Regions from separate parts of the Mus musculus genome. Here regions 2, 3 and 4 are each linked to region 1. The links are chromatin contacts, called in public HiChIP or PLAC-seq and promoter capture Hi-C maps. All regions are on one chromosome and are shown on one strand. Each heading gives the region's core, a stretch centred on a gene start, on an enhancer-like site or on the middle of the called end of the contact. The rest is flanking DNA. Distances are from core to core; before and after follow the strand shown.

The links. Promoter capture Hi-C pulls out the DNA fragments that hold promoters and counts their contacts. HiChIP or PLAC-seq counts read pairs in DNA pulled down with a chosen protein or histone mark.
Region 2: a contact with region 1 is called in an H3K4me3 HiChIP or PLAC-seq map of pro-B cells, with 4 times the contacts expected there. The contact joins the enhancer-like site here to the promoter of Mgat4a in region 1. A contact is called at or near these places in 3 of 39 promoter capture datasets (cranial neural crest, hippocampal neurons and stem cell-derived epiblast-like cells), 2 of 484 Hi-C or Micro-C datasets (B cells and embryonic stem cells), 6 of 115 datasets of contacts at active chromatin or transcription factors (astrocytes, bone marrow-derived macrophages, embryonic limb bud and 3 more) and 1 of 9 other capture datasets (embryonic stem cells).
Region 3: a contact with region 1 is called in a promoter capture Hi-C map of cranial neural crest. The contact joins the enhancer-like site here to the promoter of Mgat4a in region 1. A contact is called at or near these places in 4 of 39 promoter capture datasets (cranial neural crest, hematopoietic stem and progenitor cells, neutrophils and 1 more), 1 of 115 datasets of contacts at active chromatin or transcription factors (bone marrow-derived macrophages) and 1 of 9 other capture datasets (liver).
Region 4: an H3K27ac HiChIP or PLAC-seq map of microglia shows a contact between it and region 1, with 5 times the contacts expected there. The contact joins the promoter of Tmem131 here to the promoter of Mgat4a in region 1. A contact is called at or near these places in 1 of 39 promoter capture datasets (pre-B cells), 1 of 484 Hi-C or Micro-C datasets (embryonic stem cells), 1 of 115 datasets of contacts at active chromatin or transcription factors (microglia) and 1 of 9 other capture datasets (adipose tissue).

Annotation. Positions count from the first base shown.
Region 1 is chr1:37,539,303-37,542,468 of GRCm38.p6, reverse strand. Mgat4a (mannoside acetylglucosaminyltransferase 4, isoenzyme A) reads left to right here and starts at 1,453. Exons shown (of 16, transcript NM_173870.3): 1 at 1,453-1,504.
Region 2 is chr1:36,795,941-36,799,106 of GRCm38.p6, reverse strand. It overlaps Tmem131 (transmembrane protein 131), which reads left to right. Exons shown (of 41, transcript NM_018872.2): 35 at 16-165; 36 at 2,783-2,945. Among named protein-coding and RNA genes, the nearest start is that of Zap70, 36 kb to the right of the region's middle. Within about 2 kb of position 1,471, at least 75 of the 459 cell types and tissues checked have an H3K27ac peak or open chromatin away from gene starts, as enhancers often do. A contact at or near this core is called in B cells and pro-B cells, where this site is marked.
Region 3 is chr1:36,829,684-36,832,849 of GRCm38.p6, reverse strand. All of the region lies in intron 11 of Tmem131 (transmembrane protein 131), which reads left to right. Among named protein-coding and RNA genes, the nearest start is that of Zap70, 69 kb to the right of the region's middle. Within about 2 kb of position 1,654, at least 82 of the 459 cell types and tissues checked have an H3K27ac peak or open chromatin away from gene starts, as enhancers often do. A contact at or near this core is called in stem cell-derived epiblast-like cells, where this site is marked.
Region 4 is chr1:36,938,061-36,941,226 of GRCm38.p6, reverse strand. Tmem131 (transmembrane protein 131) reads left to right here and starts at 1,700. Exons shown (of 41, transcript NM_018872.2): 1 at 1,700-2,062. The coding sequence starts at 1,882.

The sequences.
Region 1 (3,166 bases), core at 204-2,703:
GTGTCTATGCTGACAGGAGAATTAGCAATTCACCCCAACCGTGTTTCAGACGCTGTGTCTGGTAGGGGTTCCATCTATAGTGCTTGTGTCCATCTTGAAGTCTAGTGCTGGGTTGCTAACTGTCAATGTTTTAGGCACAGTTATACAGGGAATTTAGCTCTATTTCCCCCCAAAGTAGAAAGCAAAGCTGCCACTGGGTTTATCATGCTTCTCCCATACCCCGGCTGGTGCAGAGCTGGGGGAAGAAGACTGTGAGCCTCTTTTGGGATTTTGAAAACAGCTTAGGAACAACGGAGAGAAATCTCACCACAGGAGAGCTGAGAAACCTATAAATATAATAGCTAATTATTAAACACTTAATTTTGAGACAAAAAAAAAACGTCCCCCCCAAAAACAAAAACCCCTCATTCCGATGTTGTATACTAGAGTTTTCTATTTTTGAATTACTGTCGTCTTCTGATCCAGATATTTATTGCCTTGGTGTTTGCCAGGAACAAGGCTGTTTCCTAGTTTTTTGATTTCTTGTATGTCTTTGCAGTGTTGTTGGGAGGATTATGGTAACAGGGAGGACAGACACATCTCTTATCTTATTAGCTCTGTAACCACAGGTAAACTCTTTAACCTTTTAAGCTCATCTGTGAGAAATGGGGATTAACATATATGATAAGCAATTAAAGATTTGCCGGGATTATGGTAAGAAGCAATTAAAGATCTTAATATATGCCAGGCTTGATAGCTAACAGATAACGTGCACAGGGGCAGGCCACTCACGTTTTCTATAGATGTCCATCCATTTCGATCTGAAACCAGTTTTAAACTTTAAGAAATGGTCATCTGACACGTGCTCAAGAGAGAAGGGAAGACTAACACTGCATAGTAGAAAAATCGGGGACATTAGCACTGAGTGGTGTGCCTTTAAACCCTAGTCATATTTGTTGCTTCTAGTTGCTCCAAATGGTCCTCCCTGCGTCTCTGCCTCCTCCTGGAAGCTGGAGGATAACGATGCTCCTCACTGATGCTGGCAGTGTAATGCTTGGAACAGCGGGCCTTGGAAGCTATGGTTGGATTAGAGCCAGGACCTGTCACCGCGCCTGGACCGCCAGAAGATGGGACCCAGAGCTAGGAGGAAAGGCCATGGTGACCAGGTTGTATTCCGTGGGCTCACTGGGGCCTTTGTTGCCTCCCGAGGTTGCATGCGCTCAGGCCGGAGGGTACAAGCCAGATGTGGCGGCTGCGCTCCAGCCCCGGCCGCAACACCGATGCAAAAAGGGGCTGGGGAGAAATATATAGGCTGCTCTATTGCGCCGTTGAGTGACAGGCTGGCCGGCCACTGGCAGCGGCGGCGGGGCGCTTAGGGAAGTGGCGGCCAATGGCTGGCGGGAACTGGGGCGGGGGCTGGGCAGGGGCTGTCCCTGGCGAGGGCGGGGCGCGCGGCCCGCGGCGGCGGAGGCGGCTCCAGCAGCGACGCCGGCGGCCGCGGCAGAAGCGCCCTGGCCCGCGGCAGGTGAGGAGCGCGGGGCGCCGGGCAGGGGGCGGCCAGGAGGAGTACGGCGGGGTCCGCGGAACACCCACCTGCTGGTGGCTGAGGCGGGGCGTCCCGAGGCCGCCGTCCGATCGCGCGCGCACCGGGCCTCGGAACCGGGAGCGGGGCGCGGGCCGGCCGCCCTCCGCGCCTCGCCGCAGCCGCAGCCCCTCGGTGCTGCGCTCCTTCCCGGTGGTTGGCCTGGAGCCTCGGGCGGTCCCGGAGCACCGGGAAAGTGCAGTGCTGTGTGCGCGTGCACCGAGACCAAGAGTTGCGGGCAGGATCCCGCGACTGGAGGGTTGGAAGGCTGGAGGGTTGGAGGGCTGGGGGGCTGGGGGGCTGGAGGTGGCGCCGCCGCGGGGCAGGTAGGGCGGGGGCCGCTTGCCTGCGGGGAACTAAGATGTTCCGGGAGGTACGGGGGGAGCGAGCCCGGATTCCTCCCAGGCCTGGGTTTCCTCCATCCCATGGAAGCGGCGAGTGGGATCCCCTCCCCGACCTCAGGTGGGGTCTCGGACCCCTCCAGGTGTGACAGGTGATGTCTGGAAGGCTTGGCGTTAAGTGGTGGCAGTGGTACGCTTCCCGCGCCCGCTTTTATTTCTCTAAGCGTTGTGATCTCAGGAGCGGGTTCACGGCTTACATTTAGAATTCGGAAATAGCTGTAGATGGTATGTTATCTTCTTCGAGCCTGCCATCTATTTTGCTGTTGTGCTTTTTGCTGCCGACAAATTATTTAGTAAAAGATAAAAGAATGACATGGTTATTCACTTGAATGTAAAAATCTAAATTTAGAATCATGTAACACGCGCTCTGTGGTTCAGGCTCCTTTCTCTTCCAAATGCTTAAAGAATAGTTTTACTAACAGGTTATGGTGACATAGGTTCCATTAACCCCTGAGTGTAAATCATAACACATACTAGACAATGAAATTATGTAAGCTGTATAAAAGAAATATTTATGTTCTCTAAGTGGAAAGGGCATGAGTTTTTCATAATTGCGGTTTATAAAGTTGTGCAGGCTTACGTCATGGTGTTCATTGATCCGGGGTGTCATGAATCGTGCCTCTTGTTCTTTCAGGCACCTCTGTTTTGTCTGTGGGATGCTGATGAAGGACTCTACCAAATGTTAACCAAAGTGTTCTTAGCCGTGGAACATATGGGATATTTCAGAGAACACTTTAAAAACTTAATTAAAAAAAAAAAACAAACCCAGATGCAAGATTGTTAAATCTATTAACAAAACATATTCCTCATTCTGCGGTTTAGAGTTGAAGCCTCTTTTGGAGGATGGAGGAATGGCTAGTTACGTAGTCATTTTTTTGTTCAAAGACTTGGTTGTTATCAATTAATATAGCCAGGACAGTCTTAAGGTAAGGGCGGTAGATAAGTATTCACATATGTGGCCTCGGACACAAATGTAGGTCACCTGTGTCTAACGAGCCAGCCTCAAGCTGCCTGGGGTGGTTTAAGGGTACGAGGTGTGTTCTGTTTCCTCCTCTCTGGAGATTTCATTCACGTGTGCTTCACGATGAAGCTTAGTTTGGAAAACCCTGGTGTAAAATGAATAGCTGCATTCCGGTGGAGTGTAACACTCCTCCTCCTTTTGAGATGTCAGAACTTATTAGTAGAATTCCCTAACCGTATCTTC
Region 2 (3,166 bases), core at 222-2,721, 740 kb after region 1:
CTGAATTCTGTGCAGGTACAAATAAGTTAGTGGAAAACAGGCCAGTTGCCCTCTCAAAGTTCCTCCCCAGCAGTCAAGAACTAGGTAATACCAGCAGCTCAGAGGGTGAAAAGGATTCTCCTCCACCAGAATGGGATGCTGTGCCAGTTCACAAGCCCAGCAGCTGTAAGTATGGGTTTAGCAGCTACTGTGGTCCATGGCCGCCCCCGATCCAGTAGCTGCTGGGTGGGGAGGTTATTTCCAGAAGTGACTGCTGTGGGTGGCCTGCTATAGCCAGCTTCAGCCAAAGTGCATCTGTCCGGCCAGGGACTGGTCTACTTACACCATAGAAGGTAAGAGAGGCCAGAGATCCTAGACCAGCTGGAGGAAAGCCCGATGCCCAGGCCCATGTCTATACAGCCCTTCCATGCTTTCCTGCTCAGAGAACACCTCAGCCTGGCCCCAAGCTCTTTACTCTGCTCTCACCATCAGCCCCACTGGACTCGGCCCCGCTGTCTGCAGCATGGGCAAAGGAAGCCAGGGAGTGCCCAGGTCACACTGTCGCTGTCCCTTTTGGACACCTCTACTGCCTTAGTGCCCAGTTTTCCTGCTTCTTCCTTGATCTTCCATCTTCCTTAGACCCCAACTTCGGGTGCATATTTTCAGGACACTGCAGGCTTCAGAGCTTTGGTTTGTCCACTAAGGCTGAGTCAGGACAAAGCATTAGTCAGAGGACTCTATCCCGTGTGTACAGTCAGGATCCATTCAGCAGCCCTTGGCTGGAGGTTTACCTTGCTTGGGTTTCTGTTGTTCTCATGAAGCACCATTACCACTGAGGAGAAGGTTTAGTCAGCTTATGCGTCCACGCCACCGTCTGTCTTCTCCGGTGCAGAGGCCATGCGGTACTGCCTACTGCCTTGTTCCCTCAGCCTGATTCCATAGCACCTAGGACCGCCAGGGTGGCATTGCCCACAGTGAACTGGCCACTTCCATGTCCATCCGGAAGATGCACCACAGACTTACCTATAGGCCGCTCTAGGTGGGCGGTTCCCTTTTCTCAGGTGACCCTAGCTTGTGTCGAGTTGACATAAGAGTAGCCAGTAAAAACTTTGTACCAGTAAAGGAAGCCAAGAGTGTTCTTCATGGCTTAAAAGGCAAGGAAAGTGCCACGGAAGGCTACCCCAGGGGAGAAGTACCTGAAGCCAGAGGTTCTCTAACTTCACAAAGCAGTATGAAGGCTCTCTTCCCCAGCTTCAGGCCTTATTCCAGCCTTGTTCTGACCTCCTCAGTTCTGTTCCATCTTCCTTTGTCAAGCACATCTGCACACAGACAGAGCTTCCCTGACAGGTTTCAGGAAACACAAGCCAACACACACACACACACACACACACACACACACACACACACACACGCCCACGGCCAGCTGGCTCTGTTGCGTTTAGGTCTGTAGCAAAGCAGAAAGCATGACGGAAGGATGTGGCAAAGCTGCTCAGCTCGGTAGCTTGGAAGCAGAGAAGAGGGCACAGGGAGGGGTGTGACCGTGAAGGGCAACTTCCTCGTAGTCTGTCTGTCCAGTTGCTAATCCACTAGCGGCCCTCACAAGCCATCACCTGCAGGCGAGCACTGCTGTTGGAATAAGCGTTGAGCTCACTAGCCTTTGGGTATGGCTCCCATCCAGGCTGCACCAGAGCGGGGCCTGCCCCCAGTATTTCATCTTTCACCAGGGGCAGGTCAGAAAAGGTCCCATCCAAAAAATGAACAGGGAAGGAAGGAGCTGGGCATTTGTACAAAAAAATCAACCTTCAACATCAGTGTGCTGAATAAGCGTACTGTGCTCTGGAACTTCTAAGAAGCTTATGAACAACTCAGGCAAGAAATGTCTCACACACACACACACACACACACACACACACACACACACGGCATTTGTGATGAGCACTGGGCATGAGCAACAGCAGAGCAGCTATAGAGAGGTCACCTTTATGGTCACGAGTGGGCAGGTGGCAGGCTAAAGCAATGATAAAGGTTATCGGTGCCACTGGGGGTGTAGGAGAAAAAAGGTGACCTGACCATGGAGAATGGAGCCGTGGGCTTCAGGAGATAGGAGCTATGCTCCGCACTGATGTCACGGGGTCCTGACATGCCCCGAGGACTTAGCAGCAGCAGGTGCTAGACAGCTTGAGCAGACATGAGATCAGCAGAGCAGTGCAGAAGCAGGGCAGACTGGGGCTGCAGTGTCATGAACAGCTGGGCCGAGTCCTGTCCTGGGCCCCTGTTAGGGACACACAGCAGCTGTGTGAGTAACATATCTTCTGTTGTTACTCCTCCTTCCAGTTTGAGTGCCGATGTGACACTGAAATATTGTAAAGTTTTAAAGCAGCTCTGTAGATGTTTACAGTCCCAGGAATCCTGAGAGCCACAGCCGCACCTTCAGCACCCGGGCCTGAGACAAGGAACCTTGCTGGACTGAGGGCAGTCAGCCTGCGCACTTCATCTGCTGCAGGTTTACCCTGGAAGGAGGCATAGCTCCCTCTGGTCCTCAGTGGCCTCAGCTGCTCATGGGGTGGCAGTGAAGAGACTGACTGCCCTGCCCTGCATTTGGGGAGCAAGTGCTTGTATTCCCTGAAGCCCACAGGCACCAAGAGATGCACATTTCCCCCTTCTCCTTAGAACCTTTAAGTGGAATGCATAAGTCTTCATGTGTCTGCTTTATAGAAGCATTTGAATTTCACATCAAAAATAACTAACTTTGAAAAGTCCAGATGAAACTGTCACATTAATGGGACCTTTTGTTAATTTCCAGCTACTGACAGTCTTTATAAACTGTCTCTGCAAACCCTCAATGCAGACATTTTCTTAAAACAACGCCAGACCTCGCCAACACCTGCCTCTCCTTCTCTGCCCACCGCTCCCTGCCCGTTCACATCTCGTGGCAGCTACAGCAGCGTTGTCAACAGCTCCGGCAGGTAGGCTGCTCACCTCTGGTCATCACAGTGACACATAGACCCCACGCTCTTGTGCCTGCTGGTGTGAACCCATTTTCATTATTAAACCCCTTACCTGGGACAAGCTCTTCCTGTGTTCCAGGTACCTGACCCCAGCACTGACCTTATCCTGTCTGTGAACAAGTCTGTTACTGTGTTCTTGAGCTGTGTGGCAAGCATCCCACGACGGAGCGCTTCACCTA
Region 3 (3,166 bases), core at 405-2,904, 710 kb after region 1:
TCTCTCTTTAAACACTGTGGTCCTTCCCAGTGTGTGATAGCAATTCAGGGAGCTCCAGATGTGATCCCCTGACCATGCACAGAAGGCCCACATTCAGGCCCTCCTGTCTGTCATGTAACTGAGAAAACAGCCTTCCTGATATCATGACACCCATGTGCCTCAGATATCTTCAAAGGGAGGCTTGCATGAGCTTCCTTGGTAGTTGATGAGTGGGAGCCATTTGTATCAGCTTGACATTTGCTCTAGTGAATGTATACACAAAATATCCAGTTGCTATGTACTAGCCGGTTTCCCCTCGCTTGTTGGCATGCTCTGACTGCTCAATATGTCTTGGAATCTTTTTTTTAAAAAAAGACAAAAAACCAAGGTCTCACACGTGGCTCTGAACTCACAGAGATCTACCTCAGCTTCCTAGGTACTGGGATTATAGGCATGCACACCACACCTGACATAATTACTGAGTGCTAGTTTGACCTGAATATCATGAGAAAAGACTAAACATGTATTAAGAATAGATGCAAGCATCAGATCCCATTACAGATGTTTTGATCCTCCAGGTGGTTGCTGGGAATTGAACTCAGAACCTCTGGAAGATCATCAGTCAGTGCTCTTAACCACTGAGCCATCTCTCCAGCCCTGCTTTCCCATTTCTTAAGTCATCTTTGAATTAGCAGTAGTTAGTAACTAGTACTAAAGTGGCTAGTATAAATAAGTTCATTACAAGGCAATGATTTTGAATAATTTTTTCATCTTAAGTTACCTGAATGAACTTTAAGTATTTTATTGTGATTTTTGTTTGTTATTTATTTATTTGTTATTTCCTTAGACAAATGAGTTTTACCTGATGATTCAGGTTTATTTTTAAGAGTGCACAGTTCAGACTCCTTGTGTAAAGTGGCTCACCAACTTTACATTTGTTCACTATTAGTGCAGTATGTTTTGCAGTGATAACTCTGAATGTAAATTCTCTCTCTCATTTGGCAATGCTTAAAGTATTGCATTTGAAGTGAAAGAATCATTTTTTTTCAACATGTATTTTAAGATCTTCCTGCTTATAACAACTGTATCTCAGCAAAAAAACATGACTTGTTCTTTCTGGTACGGTTTTGCAAGGCTGCTACCACAGAGAGCATGCTACGGTGTGGCCCCTCAGGAACCGCTGCAGCAAGGGAGCATGTCTGGACATGGCCGTGCTTCCATTGTTGCTGTCTCACAAGGTAGACAGTGAAGGAAAGCCCTCTGAGGCCTCAGCTCACAAGGCCAGCTCTCTAGCTCCGCAGACAGATCATACCCTAGAGAAATTCTCACAGGTGGGGAAGTGAGCCTGAGTGTGGCCACGAGCAGCTGGGGCTCCAGCTGCACTCCTGCTGCCTGCCTGCCTGCCACGTGTGCTCCGTGGCTTCCCTTGCTCGGGTGGTAAAATCGTGCAATAAAAGCAAAAGAAACTTCCTTCCATTTGCAGCTTAGCTCACAGTTCTAGCTGTTCTTTGTTTACTCTCAAAATGCTTACATATGCTTGAGGGGATGGAGAGGTCTGTGTTTTAGACGGTTGCTACTAACAGTAAGCTTATTGATAAGTAAGGAATTGCTGTGAGCAGATCTTCTGGTTCCCAGCCCAGTCTTCAGCGCACAGTGAAGCAGATGAGAAGCTCATGCTGGGAGAGCAGAGGTGCAAGGATTCCAGCAGTGCTTCTGCGGGAGGGAGGGAGCAGTCCTTAGGGTGCCCCAGCCTGTGAGGTCTTGCTAGCCCCCAGGGCTAATGGCAGTGCGTGGGAGAGTGAGCTGCCCTGGCAGGCCCTGGAGTTACTCTAATCTTCTTAAGTCCCTGCCATAGCAAGCACCAGGCTGCAGGCCAGTGTCCTTTTTCATATTCTTCTCACTTCTGTTGTGGCTTCAAGGGACTCACATTTGATGCTCAGACTGGGAAGAGTTCTCCTTTATAAGGATCAGCCTCGACTGGGGAGGAATCTAGTGCCCTGCCGGCCGTGAAGCAGGCATGAGCTTCACAGGTGGAGGATTGTCCTGGGGGGAGGGGGGGGGATAAGTGGGCTTTGATGTCAAGTTCACACAGCCCCAATGATTTGATACTTAGAATTAAGGTTACTGTGCAATTTGTATACCAGGATGTCAGACAAGTGGCCCTGTACCGAGTCAGGAGCCTGGCTTCAGTCCTCTCGGTACCCGACTGTTGAAACATTGCGTTATACTCTGAGGCTTTCTTTCTTTTTTTTTTTTTTAGATTTGCTTATTTATTTATTTATTTATTTATTTATTTATTTATTTATTTATTATATGTAAGTACCCTGTAGCTGTCCTCAGACACTCCAGAAGAGGGAGTCAGATCTCGTTATGGATGGTTGTGAGCCACCATGTGGTTGCTGGGATTTGAACTCCTGACCTTCGGAAGAACAGTCGGGTGCTCTTACCCACTGAGCCATCTCACCAGCCCGAGGCTCTCTTTATTAGAACAGTGCGGATAGAATTGATATCTTTGAATTCTTTCAGTTAAAATGATTTGTATCATTGAGGATAATTTAAAAAAATAAACCTTATAAAGTGTTCAATTTAAATATATACTAAAAATACACCATTTAGTGGGGTGTTTGTTTATTTGTTTGTTTGTCTTAACTTTAAGTTTGTGTAGATAGACCTGATTTCCTAAGTTGTAAGCATCCGAGCCTCACTTCCAAGTTCAGTGCCTCTGTAGTGAGCCTCAGTCCCTAGTGCTCACTAGAGTGCAGCCTTACCCTTTGACAGTGGACCGTGCTTACCCTGCCAAGCTGGGGAGAAACACTGCAGAGGCCACATGGGGTCACAGTGCCCTGAGGTGTGCTCACTCTTCCTACTAGGACACAGTTTCAGGGCACCTTTGTGTGTGGCTTTCTTCAAGATGGATGAGTCTTGAGATATCTTCTTGTCCTCTTATCTTAGAAAGTAGGCTTTCATGTAGAGAAGGAGACCTTTAGGTTTCCCATGTGTGAGTTCGTCCTGAGGTGTCATACTTAGTCATCTCATACTTTGCCATCACTGCATTTCATACAGTGTTCTTGTGAAAGTCGGGCTTTGCTCTTGTCTTATTTCACTTACAGCTACTAGTATTACGCCTTACGTTTGTGTATGCTTTTCTTTCTACCTAAACTACTAGACTAAAATAACAGGTTTGTTT
Region 4 (3,166 bases), core at 451-2,950, 600 kb after region 1:
TTACATTTCCTTGGGCTTAATTTCTCCCAGTGTTAGAAACCTTCCATATAAATCTCTTACCTTAGGCACATTTCAAAAGCCAGTTTAGAGATAATTATTGAGATTTCATTACATTAAGAAGAAAATTTAAGCCCTGGGTTGGATACCCAGCACTGAAAACCATTAACTTAAATTCAGTGCTAGTATTCAAAAAATTAATGTTCTTTAAAACAGCAGTCAGGGATGGTGGCATATACCTCTAATCCCAGTATTCTACTGACTTTTAAGGAACACAATGAGTTCCACTCCAGCCTGGGCTCACAGTGAGTTCTAGGTCAACCTAGGCTACAGAAGGAGAATGCCTTGGGGGTGGGGGTGGGGGGCAAACCAAAAGCCATCGGGGGTGAGGACGCCTTCAAAATGTATTATTAATTTACATGTTTGCTTCACAAACAGGACGACAGCAGAAGGAAGAACGTTGAGTACCTTTTAAAAAAGGTTTTCTGAAATCCCATTTTCTTTTCTAGTTTGTTCTAAGACATGCAATAGGCAAATGTGGCCTTTTAAATAGATCGACTAACTCAACCAAAAGCTGAGAAAAGCAAAAAAAGACTCTGGGGCTAGGCTCTGGGGGGAAGTGACCAGGCTACCAAACTGTGACAATATCCTTCCTTCCCCTTCCCCAAAGGGCCTAGATTAAGACTTGTATCGAGCAAACAGACACACAGAAAAACACACACACACACTCAAACTTTAACCTGGGAGACATGAGGTGCTTCTTACAGGAGACTAAGACACACCATCTTTGATTTTGGCCTTTGAAAGGAGTATGCGCATAGAAACATATTGATCATTCCAAGACAGAGAAAACCCAGTCTGATTTCTGGCACACCTCGCCTTGTTCCTCCACCCCGCCCCAACTAATGCTTTTTACACACATGGTAAGTTTCCAAATACAAGCAAGCAAAGAAACTGCATAAAAAGGGCTTCCTGTGAACAAGAGGTACGAAGGTTCCATTAAGTCCCTCTTGGGTACGCTTTGGAAGACACAAATGTAAAGAGGGCGGGTCCCCCGTTCTTAAGGAAGCACTGCAAGAAATTGAATCGGACCCTGAACACTTCCCACGTCAAAGCCACCGAGAGGCAGAGGTGCGACCCGAGAAATCACTGGCACGGACTGTCGGCGCTGGGCTCCGGATGCGCACTCAGCCCTCTGAAAGGCTCGGACATTGCAGTACCACTAGACCCGGGTTTGTCCCGGCGTCGGAGGCGCGGCCGGGCCCCGCCCACGCACCAAAGCGGCTGCGCAGCGTGGCTACCCTATCTCCCACGTGACTGCCGTCATTGCCTCCGTGAAGCTCCGGCCGCCATCTTAACTCCTGGCCGGCCCGGGTCCCTCTCCCTCCTTCTCCCGGGCCGTGCGGCAGTGACAGGGTGCGGTTGGCCGCCCCGGCCCGTCCGGTCGGTGAAGCCCGTGTGATTCTGAGGGCGGGGCGAGGAGCCGGAGCTCACGGAGTCCACGGGGAGCACGCGAACCGGCGGGCCGCCCAGGTATTGGCACGGAGGGGGCGGGCCCCTGCGCTCTGCCCCGCCCCTTAGAGGCCAGCGCCGGGGCCCGCGGCCCTTGCCCGTTTCCAGTATGGCCGCCCGCCGTGCCTGACCCGCGGCCTCTCCGTTCCGGCTCTTCGTAGGCGATGCCGATGCCGAGACTGTGACTGACACTCTCGCTCCCACGCACGCACCGACCCAGACCCACGCCGGGAGCCCGAGCTCTGGGCCCACAACCGCTCTCTCCTCGGGCACCGCGGCCATAGCCCGGACCACGGCTCCCGCGCCGCTGCCGTCGCCTCGCGGAGAAGGGTCGCGCAGGACCTCGAGCTCGGCGGCCCCCGGCCCGCCAGGATGGGGAAGCGGGCGGGAGGAGCAGCCGCCGCCGCCGCCGCCGCCTCCACGTCCTCCGCGGCCGGGCTGGAGCCCGCGGCTGGCCGAGGCGGGGGTCCTCGGAGCGCAGCCGCGGGCCTCCTGGGAGCGCTGCACCTGGTGATGACCCTCGTGGTGGCCGCGGCGCGGGCCGAGAAGGAAGGTGGGTTGCCGGCGGCGGGCGGCGGGCGACAGGCGGCAGAGGGAGGCCCGCGACGGGCGCCGGCGCGAAGTTGCTGGGTCGAGCCCCGTCCCGAGCCGGCGACTCGGGGTTCGGCGAGCTGCCGCGTCGGCCGCGCGCCGCGGCTCTGCCGCTGCTCCGTGATTCCTTTCCCCTCACCGTGTCCCGGTCTTTCCCTCGTCTACTGTCAGTGCCCATAAAACTTCCCGAGCTCTCTTGTAGGTTCTTGCCACTTGGCCCGCTATGCGAGGAGGCACCCCGCTTTTAGGCTTCTTGGTGGCTCCTGCTAGGTCGATCGCGGGACGCTTTTCTTGTTTTCCCTTTGTCAGGTTTTAATTTGGGCATGCGGACCGAGCTCACTTTAAAATGCGGTGGTTAAAAAAGAAGAAAAAAAAAAAGCGAGACTGGTGGAAAGGCTTCAATACACGGCTTATAAAATTTCTATTTGCTGGGACATCTCTTTGAAGAGGCTCTTGTTTCCTTAGTATCCTTCTTCACTATCCCTTTGCGGTATGGAGGATCGTTTGTTATTAGCCCTAAATAGACTCTCATTTGCCTCTAGTAAGCTACTGGAAGCCGGTTTCCATTTCTGCTTTAATATCCTCACGTAATTCGGTGCCTTTCTCTTTGATGTGTGAGCCCTTAGAAACGAATGTCAAGTTCCCAGCTTGCACACCCTTCACCTGTAACTCACAATTGAAGCCGCACTCCAGTTTTAATAACTCCTCTAATATTGTAAGGTTGTAAAACTGGTACTTTGACAAGATCAGAAATTACTTTGCAGTCTTGAAGACTAATTTGGGGGTGGGGGTGTTCTGGACTACCTGTTTCTGAACGTGAGCCCAAGGAGAAGTGTGAGCAGTCACAGAACCTTCATGAATTAATTCACAGTGAATGCTGCTTTTTTTTTTCCCTAAGAAGAAAACTAGTTAGATTATTTTTGTTTTTCCTGTATAAAGTCGCTGTTACTGGCTAGCAGCTGTAAAGTAAACCAGATTAGCCTTAAAGTGCAACTCTGTGTCAGTTTATTATTTATTTTCCTTAGAAACATTATATTCTCTCACTTAACTCTATAAACAGAGTCAG